Regions from separate parts of the Macaca mulatta genome. Here region 1 is linked to region 2. The links are chromatin contacts, called in public Hi-C maps. All regions are on one chromosome and are shown on one strand. The core of a region is the stretch at or near the end of the contact, and the rest is flanking DNA. Distances in the headings are between cores, read along the strand shown. Region 1 overlaps AUTS2 (activator of transcription and developmental regulator AUTS2). Region 2 has its middle 380 kb from the start of CASTOR2.

Region 1 (4,593 bases), core at 593-3,092, 2.4 Mb before region 2:
CGGGAGGCTGAGGCAGGAGAATGGTGTGAACCCGGGAGGCGGAGCTTGCAGTGAGCCAAGATTACGCCATTGCACTCCAGCCTGGGCGACAGAGTGAGACTCTGTCTCAAAAAAGTATCTGTAGGTCCCAATGGGCAGATGGTGGAAGTCAAGTAGAAAGAACAGGTAGACTGACCAAGACAGGCCAGGGTCCTACCGAGAGGAACTGAAAGAGAAGAGGCCTAAAGCTTTGGAGGAAAAACTTTAGTTGCTTTCTACAAAATGTATGCTATTGGCTGAATGTGGGAAAGAAATAGTAACTACTTCATCTACTGAGATGAAGAAAATCCAGGTGAAGCTCTTTCCAGAAAGGTTCAATCCCATTAGAGGACAAGAATTTCCAACCTGTGGTCTTGTGAAATTAGTTCCTAAATTGTGAATACACAGAACTCATTGTTATATTATACCCTGCCACACAAATTCAGATATGCTCTTGGTAAATGGCTTTCTGGACTCAGGAGTGAAATATACAAAATGCCTTTTTTTAGCAGGTAACAGCAGGTCTATAATGTTGGTCCCATCCTGTATCAAACAGCCATGGGACATCAAACTTGGATTAGAGGGTCTCGTGGCTCTAACCGCTAAACTAGACTCAATTTGTAACATCAATTATCCTGGAACCCTATGTGCCCAGCCTGCTCTATTCTCAACTCCAGGTACAAACTTCACACTAAAATTTACTCATTAATACGTGCATATTCCACAGGTATTTTAAAATTAGTCTGCCCCAAACTGAAATCTACCTTCCCTGTTTCCCTATAAATACTATGCCTGGGGAGTATTAGCTGAAAACCTTAGACCTTCCTTTCTTACTCTCTTTAATTTATCTTCCTACTTGTTAAGTCCTATCTCCCTTCACTACTCTTATCTGAACTAATGGTCACATCTAAAACCTCTCCATGCTTCCTTCTCCCAACATAATAGGCTGGCACTTCTCCTACTCTCACCACTTTTTATATAATCTTATTCTCCAGATTGATACCACAATAATGCTTCTTAAAAAAAATTTTTGAAGAGGCTACTCATCTAGTTTAAGATTCTATGATGATTCCCTATTTCCAGTAATCCTCAAAACCAGGCCCAAACCTAGGTGCACCAAGCTCATTTCAAACCACTTCTCCTTTTTCACCTTGGACCCTAGCAACACATACACCTACACCTTCTAAGTAATACTTAACTTTCATGGCCTGTATGAGACAACTGTCTCCTGACATGCATTTCCAAAGATCCCCTCCTTCCCCTTTTTTCCCAGCGTCCTTTATACACATAGCTATTAAGGTTGTGATTATGTGACTGTTTGCATTTATTTCTACCTACAGAGAAAGTGAGCTTATATGGGGCAGGGACCCTTCCTGGGGATCTTTAGTGGGTGCCTAACAACATCTGTTGTGAAAAAAGCAGGAAGAGAAATTGAGGGTTCAGATTTATCTGAACAAACAAAACTAACTTTTCCTTTGGGAATGGCAAAAACTCAAAAGGTAATGCACATAATGGCAGAGGATAACACACCCGCAGGCTGTTACCTTTCCACAGGTACACAAGCACATCAGTTTGGGGCCCTGGCAAGCACAGCTGGGCAAAAGCCAACTCCTGCAGAGTGGCTGCATTTGTCTTGCTAAGGGGTGGCAATGACAGCATCTGTCAAGACGAGATTGAACAGAGGAGCTCAGAACCAAGCAGAGCTGTAACATGATGCACCAGTATCTGGTTGGAGTGCAAACAAGGTACGCTTTCTTCCTCTACTACACAGCAGGCACCATGCCAAACACACACAGTGTTTGCTGTTTTTGCAAGTCTAATAGGGTCTGCTGAGGGGAGGGGTAGGAGATCAGCAGTTCATAATGACTCTCATTATGTCTGGTGCATTTTGAGCCAAGATTAGACACTAGACAATCCTCTGTCCAGTGTCAAGGGCTTTCAACTGCCCTTTCATCAGGATAATTCCACTTCAAACTAATTTAGGTTTCTTATAACCCAAGCTACCAAAACCGATACACTTCACCGTTTTCAGCCCAGAAAAAGAGGTCAATGTCTGCTCCAACTAGATATATAGTCTTTGGGTTCAGAGTCTGTGACTGCTATACACGTGCTGTGACAGAAACATGCCACCACGAGATCTAGCTCTTTCCATTGCACTCTAAGTCAGCTGCATTGCAGAAACTCTTCTGGGAAGAGCATCCCCTGCCCTCCTTACTGTCACCTGCACTTCTGCAGATTAGAGTTCCTTTCAACATAGAGCAGAAACCATTTTGGGAGACCTCTAAAAAATTTTAGAGTCTGAACTTTCTAATTCCCACTAAAATCAACAAGGTTATACGAGTTTCACTCTAGGATGAAAACTAGATTCTGCAGCTAATTGTTTTTCTTTTAAGTCTAAACATCAAAAATAATAAATCTCTAAACTAGACCTTTACATAAAAATTCGAGAACAGTACAAATCAGTGTAGAATTCTAATAATTATCCATTACATGTTCAACCAACAATTTCCAGTTTTAGTCTTCTAAGTATGGATAGAGTTTTGTGACTATTGTCATCCTATGTGTATTCACATGGGAAAGGACAAAGGTTTCAAGAAAACAAAAATGACACACTAGTCAAGCACAAAAATGGGAAAGGGCCAAGTGCAATGGCTCACACCTGTAATCCCAACATTTTGGGAGGCTGAGGTGGGAGGACTGCTTGAGGCCAAGAGTTTGAGACCAACCTGAACAACACAGGGAGACCTCCCTCCCTACCAAAAAACAAACAAACAAAACAAAACAAAACAAAGAAGGGAAAGTGGCAAGTAGATAGCAAAACTCACCATAATACTTTCCTTTTTTATTCTAAAAAATGTATAGTACTTATTTCAAACAGAACCAACATCACTGTGACCTTCCAAGAAAGTTAATGAATGTTATTTGGATTCATAAAGACTGTACATTAACAATTCACAGGGAGTCAAAGTCCTGAAAAGGATTAAATGAAGAAAAAAGAAACAAACCAAATGACACTGACCTATCCATGTTTCACGGTTCCAAAACCTACTTTGTGAATATGAAATCTCTGAAAGCATGAATCTATTATATAAACATTCTAATTATCTATTAAATAAAAGTCATCTTATATATCTAAATATGTACATGTACTTATTTTAGCCCTTTAAAGCAGACACAATTTAATGTGGCATAATTTGAAACGGACTATTTCACAGAGCAGACACCTGTGTGCACACATGAGCCATTACTTATGTAACAGTACTCTGATAAGTACTCTAAAGAAGCACTAAGGTATAAGATTTGTTAGAAAAATAATAGTTTATTGAAATCTAACACAAAAACAAAAATAACTGCATGGAAGTGTAATTACGCACTGAACACACCGGTGTAATCAACATGCAGATCAACAGAAAAATACCTGCATTTCCAAATCCACCCTTGAATGTAAATAATTTTACTTCACTGGGGCAAAATGTGTCCAGAAATTCTTCTTATATTTATCCTGGAGTTATCATGGACCAATCTGGTTGACTGTTGCTTAAAAGTTTCTATTCTGCAACCCATGGATAATTCTGCCAAACTAGTAGCTCTAGATTACTGAGGAGAAACAAATTATCAACAGTAACTTAAAACAACATGAAGCCACTATCATATACTCATAAATCTGGATTTGAATGTAACAATTATTTGTTCTAACTCATTCATTCTACTAAAGTAGAAGCTTAAGCCCACAGGTGCCAAACCCTAGCCAAAGTCACATTGAGTGTTCAAAGTCAAACTCACACTGGAGGACGAACTGTACTAATCAACAGAAGCTGTGTGTTAAGGTTAAGGTGTATAATCCAATAAAATGGCCCTGGAAATTCTGAAATAGCTCTAGACTTCCAATCTGCAATTCTCCAATATCTTAACCAAAGTTTACTGTCAATACCTGTAGCTACATTAACTTTCCATTTACCAAATCAATGTTGCAATTGTGTTTGTCCCTTCTGCCTTTTTCTCCCTTTCCTCCCCACCCTCCCTTACCATTTTCACACCTCTTAGAGCTCTCCTGAAAAATGACTTCCGTCTTCAATAAGTTTTGTCAAAACACAATGCATTGCTAAATCTGAAATCCAATCTATACTTGTATACCAGCTGGGATGCTCTACTCAAAGAAAGAAGGCTGAGAGCTGGATTTTTCCGCAACAAAAGACAACAAAGCACTTTTCCATTTGGGGCTGCAGAGGGAGCCAGAACCATGCAAAGCAAGCAAGTATGTCTTTATAGAACTGGATGAATCCAAGATAGTGAAAAATACAAGCACACACAGAAATCACAGATACCATGCACACAAGGTGTGCATGTGTGTGAGCACATATACACAAACACACACACAAACACACCTCTGTCCAGACCTCCAGACTCAGGGGAGATTCTGAAAACATAGTTTGTGTGTTCAGAGAGGAAACATATTTTGTGAGGAGGAGATGTGCAGTAAAAGGAAAACAAAGCAATTCTGTTTTATCAATGAAAAGAGAATTAATTAAAAGAGTCATCAATTCGAAGATTGCCTCGTCAAGGTAAGTCGCCAGC
Region 2 (4,542 bases), core at 268-2,767:
ACAATTTTTTTTTTACATAGCCAGGCATGGTGGCATGAACCTGTAATCCCATCTAGTCGGGAGGTTGTGGGGAGGAGGCAGGCAGGAGGATTGCTTGAGTTCAGGGGCCAGAAGCTATAGTTGCAGTGAGTTATGATCCGGCCCCTGCACTCCAGCCTCTGATACAGTGAGACTCTGTCACACACACACACAAAAGAAGAAGTCACAGAAGTGAAGAAGACACTTGTCTTTCAGCCAACATCATTGAGTATCAGCAAGTGCCAGACCTAGGCTCAGCTCAGGAGACACATGGCCTGGTTGGAAAAGGGGTAGCTTTGGAGGGGACAGTTTTAGATTCGGTTCCAACTCCGCCACCCAATGACTGAGTGTCGTTAGGAAAGACACTGCATCAATTTCACTTTGTTCATTCATAAAATATCACCTTGCTGGGATATTGGACAAGCTGCTGACAAGGTAAGTGATGGGCCTAAGTTGGAACCAGCACTTAGTAGGTTCACCTATTCACCTGGTTCATCCTATTCACCTGGACTCAGTTCTATGACCACGTGGATGTTGAGTTTGAGATGCTACCAGGTTGTCCAAGAGACAGCTAGAAATACAGAACGTGAGTCTAAGAATGTGCAGGAGCCAGGCTTGGTGGCTCATGCCTGTCATCTCAGCACTTCGAGAGACTGAGGCAGGATGATCACCTTAGGTCAGGAGATCGAGACTGGTCTGGGCAACATAGAAAGACTCTGTCTCAATCAGTCAATCAATATGAATAAGTATAAGCCTGGTGACATGCCAAGCACAGGACCTGGGTGTCCAATCAAAATTCCTGTCTTGCCGGGCACAGTGGCTCACCCTTGTAATCCCAGCACTTTGGGAGGCTGAGGCAGGAGGATCACTTGCATCCACGAGTTCGAGACCAGCCTGGGCAACATAGCAAGACCACATTGCCAAAAAACTTAAAATTTATCTGGCATGGTGGCATATGCTTGGAATCCCACCACCCCACCCAGCTAATTTTTAAAATTTTCTTTTGTAGAGATGGGGTCTCACTACGTTGCCCAGGCTGGTTTCAAACACCTGGTCTCAAGCGATCCTCCTGCCTTTGCCTCCCAAAGTGCTGGGATTACAAACACAAGACAGTATCATCATTTTGATCATGTAACTTCTGCCCTAAAGAAGCTCACAGTCTGCAGGGAAAACAGATGTTTGGTGCATGGGGTTAGAAGCATGCCAAGTTTTCATCCTCCCTGGGAAAGTTCAGCAATGAGAGAATCCTCCTCTTGGAATAAAGCTGAGCTCACACCAAAAGCCAGTTAAGCTCTTCTCCTGCACCACGCATCGCGAGGGGCAGCCCAGCCTGGAGCCCGGGGCTCTGGCACAGGTGGTGGAGTGGAGGAATGTATCCGGCCCCTCCAACCTCGCAGCTAGCTGAGTACAAGTCTCCATACACACAGGAGACGCGCAAACACAGGCTGCCTCCCTCCCGAGTTGTGGTACACGACGCCACCCTTCTGCGTGCACAAGCTGTCCCGGTAGCTGATGCCAGCATCTCCGTGGCAATAGAAATGTGTTCGGTTCCTCCTCCCCCTACCCCACTATGCCTGGCAAAAAGTTAACGGCGCTTTACTTCTCTTTGAGTCCATATGCCGCCTCAATTTCTGATCAGAGATGTTACAAATTACAGTCTGTCTCTGCAGAAAATTAAAGTAGGCTCATTTCTCTTTTTGTGTCAACACATTAGTTTCAATTGTTTGAGAGAATGTGCTAGATGGTGTTCTCTTCATTTGAAGATAATTTTCTTTTCTCCGCTCTCCAATGACAGAATTCCTGGTTAAGGCGTTGGCCTCCCCTCCCCTTCCTCTTGCCCCCTCCTGATTTAATCTGCCTGGGGCAGGCAGCTTGTTTTGCAATCAAAGGTTGCAGTCTAACAATTGGAAAAGAGATTAATTAAGGAAGAAAAGATTTTCTCTCTTTCTTTCTTGTGGGTTCAAAGCCTTCTTTAATAAGAGGAATCAATGGAAATGGAAATAAAAGAGCAGGAACTAGGTCCCTGAAGCCTCCTCCTTCCCCCACCAGCCTCTCCAGGTCTCTGCCATCCGCCCGCAATGCACAAGGGTCTTTGACAGCCTTTCCTTATACCCCTCCCTCTCAGATGCCCTCCGAGAAATCAATCACGTGCCCCTGCGGGGAAATGGACAGGGAGAAGTTTAAATGGGATTTTTATAAATTTCATCAATACTCACACAAAACAGAAGCGGGACAGCTTTATTGATTTAAACATTAAAATAACATGTGCTTTCTCTGCATTTTCCCAGAGGTGATAATGTTTCTTATTTTTAATCTAGATTGAAATCTCAGAGACTTTCCACAAACCCCTTGTGGTGATTACCAAAGATTAGTAATAACATGTCTAATTAGTGTAGAAAGACAGAAAAATCGATGGCAGTGTGGGATGTTACGCTGACTGACAGCGCTCGGAGGAGAGGCTGGGTGCCTCTCCAGAGATGGGGAAGTGCCCGGTGGGCCCTGCTCAGCATAGGGCCCTGGGGGTCGGCTTACACCTGTCGGAGGAGGCTTTCCAAGTTCCCTGATCTTCTTTCTTTGAGCTTTTGATGTCTTTGTTGGAGGAAATGGTAAAAAGAAGAGAGCGGGATTCATTGGTGGGGGAACCAAGTCAATCCAGCAAATGCCCAGATGATCCATTTTGCTTTTCTGTCCAGTATTTCCCAAGGACCGGCAGGGAACAAATGCTGGGACACGCACTGGAGGGACGGGAAGGAAGACCCAGCCCCTGGTCTCCAGAGACCCTGTCTACTGTTCAACAGAGTTGTGTCAATAGTGGAGGCTTTAGAGCCTCATCTCCAAACTTAATTCCCAGTGATGTGTTTGGTTGCATCTGGGTGGGAAGGGAGGATTCCATTAAGGGCTTCATCCCTTACAAGATGGCCAAGTCTCTGCCCACTGTCCAAGGGCCTTACGGGTGGCCAGGACTAACCCTTTCCCTTCCCTTCACCCACTTTCAGATCCCCCTTCCCTCCCTCTTTTTCTCTCTCTTTCTCTCTCTCTTCCCCAAGTCCGTGTGACCCAGTCCTGACAACAGAAAACAGCCCTGCAAACTCTCCTGAGAGGCTCTTCCTCCCACACCCAAAAAGTTTCTTGAGGCCTCTTTTCTTTCTTAGGGCTTCTGTTTCTGCTTAATTATATGGGAGGAGGGGAGAAGGAAAGGAGCCAGAGAATCGAAAAGAGGCAGATAAAAGGAGGGAACCACATGGGGACACACAGATATAAACATATAGATAATGCCAGGCACAGTGGCTCATGCCTGTAACTCCAGCACTTTGGAAGGCCAAGGCTGAAAGATTGCTTGAGCCTAGGAGTTTGGGACCAGCCTGCGTAACCTAGGGAGATCCTGCACCAGCCTGGGCAACCTAGGGAGATCCCGTCTCCATGAAAAATTTTAAACATTAGCCCAGTGTGGTGGTGCGTGCCTCTAGTCCCAGCTACTCAGGAGGGTGAGGCAGGAGGATGACTTGAGCCCGGGCACTCGAGGCTGCAGTGAGCCATGATTGCGCCACTGCTCTCCAGCCTGGCTGACACAGCAAAACCTCGTCTCCAAATAAATAAATATACATATATATAAATAGAGAGAGTGTAGTTTACATATAAATACAGCTCACCTTACAGGTTATGTAGGCAAAAAAACACAGTGTCCTAAGAGGTAGAGTGAATAATCTTAGCAACACAGATAAAGGAAGAATTAAGTCTTCCCTAGAAGCGAGATTCAGAGAGAGGGACAGCTTGGAGCTGGCTCTGGAAGGATGCAAAGGCGGGAAACGGAGAGAGAGCTCAAGGGAGGTGGGGTAAGGAGTGAGGGACCCATTGGGCTAGAGCAGTAACTGTCTCCTCTCTCCAACCCTTCACCCCATCGCAATCTCGCTCCGACCCCATCTCTCCACCAGTGCTGCTTCTGCCACCACTGAAGCCCAGATGGTCAAACCCAAGGGACAGGACCTAGTCTTTATTTGGCTTGATCTGGCTGCAGCATTTGACCTTGTGGACTACTCACTTCTAGAAACATCTTCTTTGATTTCTGTAATGCATGGCCCCTTGGTTTCCGCGACTTCTCTCAGTCTCCTTTGCTGGGTTTTTCTTTCTCTTCTCTGTTGATAACCCTGTGGCTCCATCCAGAGTTAATGCACTGGGCATTCTCCCTTGGGATGGCGCCATTCACACCCACGACATTACCTCCATCTTTATCTCGGTAAGTCCCAAATCTCCTTGACCAGCCCCTATCTTCCTTTTCGTCTCCAAACCCACAGGTCCTATGCTGTGCATAGAATTTCAGCCGGGATATTGCACACCCAGGCACCACCCATTTTAAGTGTTCAAATTCAAACTCTTCTCTCCTCCGAGAATGTCTGGGCCATCCAGGTGGGTGCCGCCATGTTGTCGGGGCCATGTTTGTCCTCCCAGCTACCTCCATAGTACCTGTCCTTCTCTTCAGCCTCCTCACAGCCTAGATGTCCTGAGCCTAGAAGATCATCCCTTCTA

Evidence for each region. Hi-C and Micro-C count contacts between places; a contact is called where the count stands out from the background.
Region 1: a contact with region 2 is called in a Hi-C map of fetal cortex germinal zone, with 3 times the contacts expected there. The contact joins two enhancer-like sites. A contact is called at or near these places in 2 of 14 Hi-C or Micro-C datasets (fetal cortex germinal zone and fetal cortical plate).

The regions. Positions count from the first base shown.
Region 1 is chr3:55,246,425-55,251,017 of T2T-MMU8v2.0, reverse strand. All of the region lies in intron 2 of AUTS2 (activator of transcription and developmental regulator AUTS2), which reads right to left. Among named protein-coding and RNA genes, the nearest start is that of AUTS2, 350 kb to the right of the region's middle. Within about 2 kb of position 1,842, at least 6 of the 40 cell types and tissues checked have an H3K27ac peak or open chromatin away from gene starts, as enhancers often do. A contact at or near this core is called in fetal cortex germinal zone, where this site is marked.
Region 2 is chr3:52,881,621-52,886,162 of T2T-MMU8v2.0, reverse strand. No RefSeq gene overlaps it. Among named protein-coding and RNA genes, the nearest start is that of CASTOR2, 380 kb to the right of the region's middle. Within about 2 kb of position 1,517, at least 5 of the 40 cell types and tissues checked have an H3K27ac peak or open chromatin away from gene starts, as enhancers often do. A contact at or near this core is called in fetal cortex germinal zone, where this site is marked.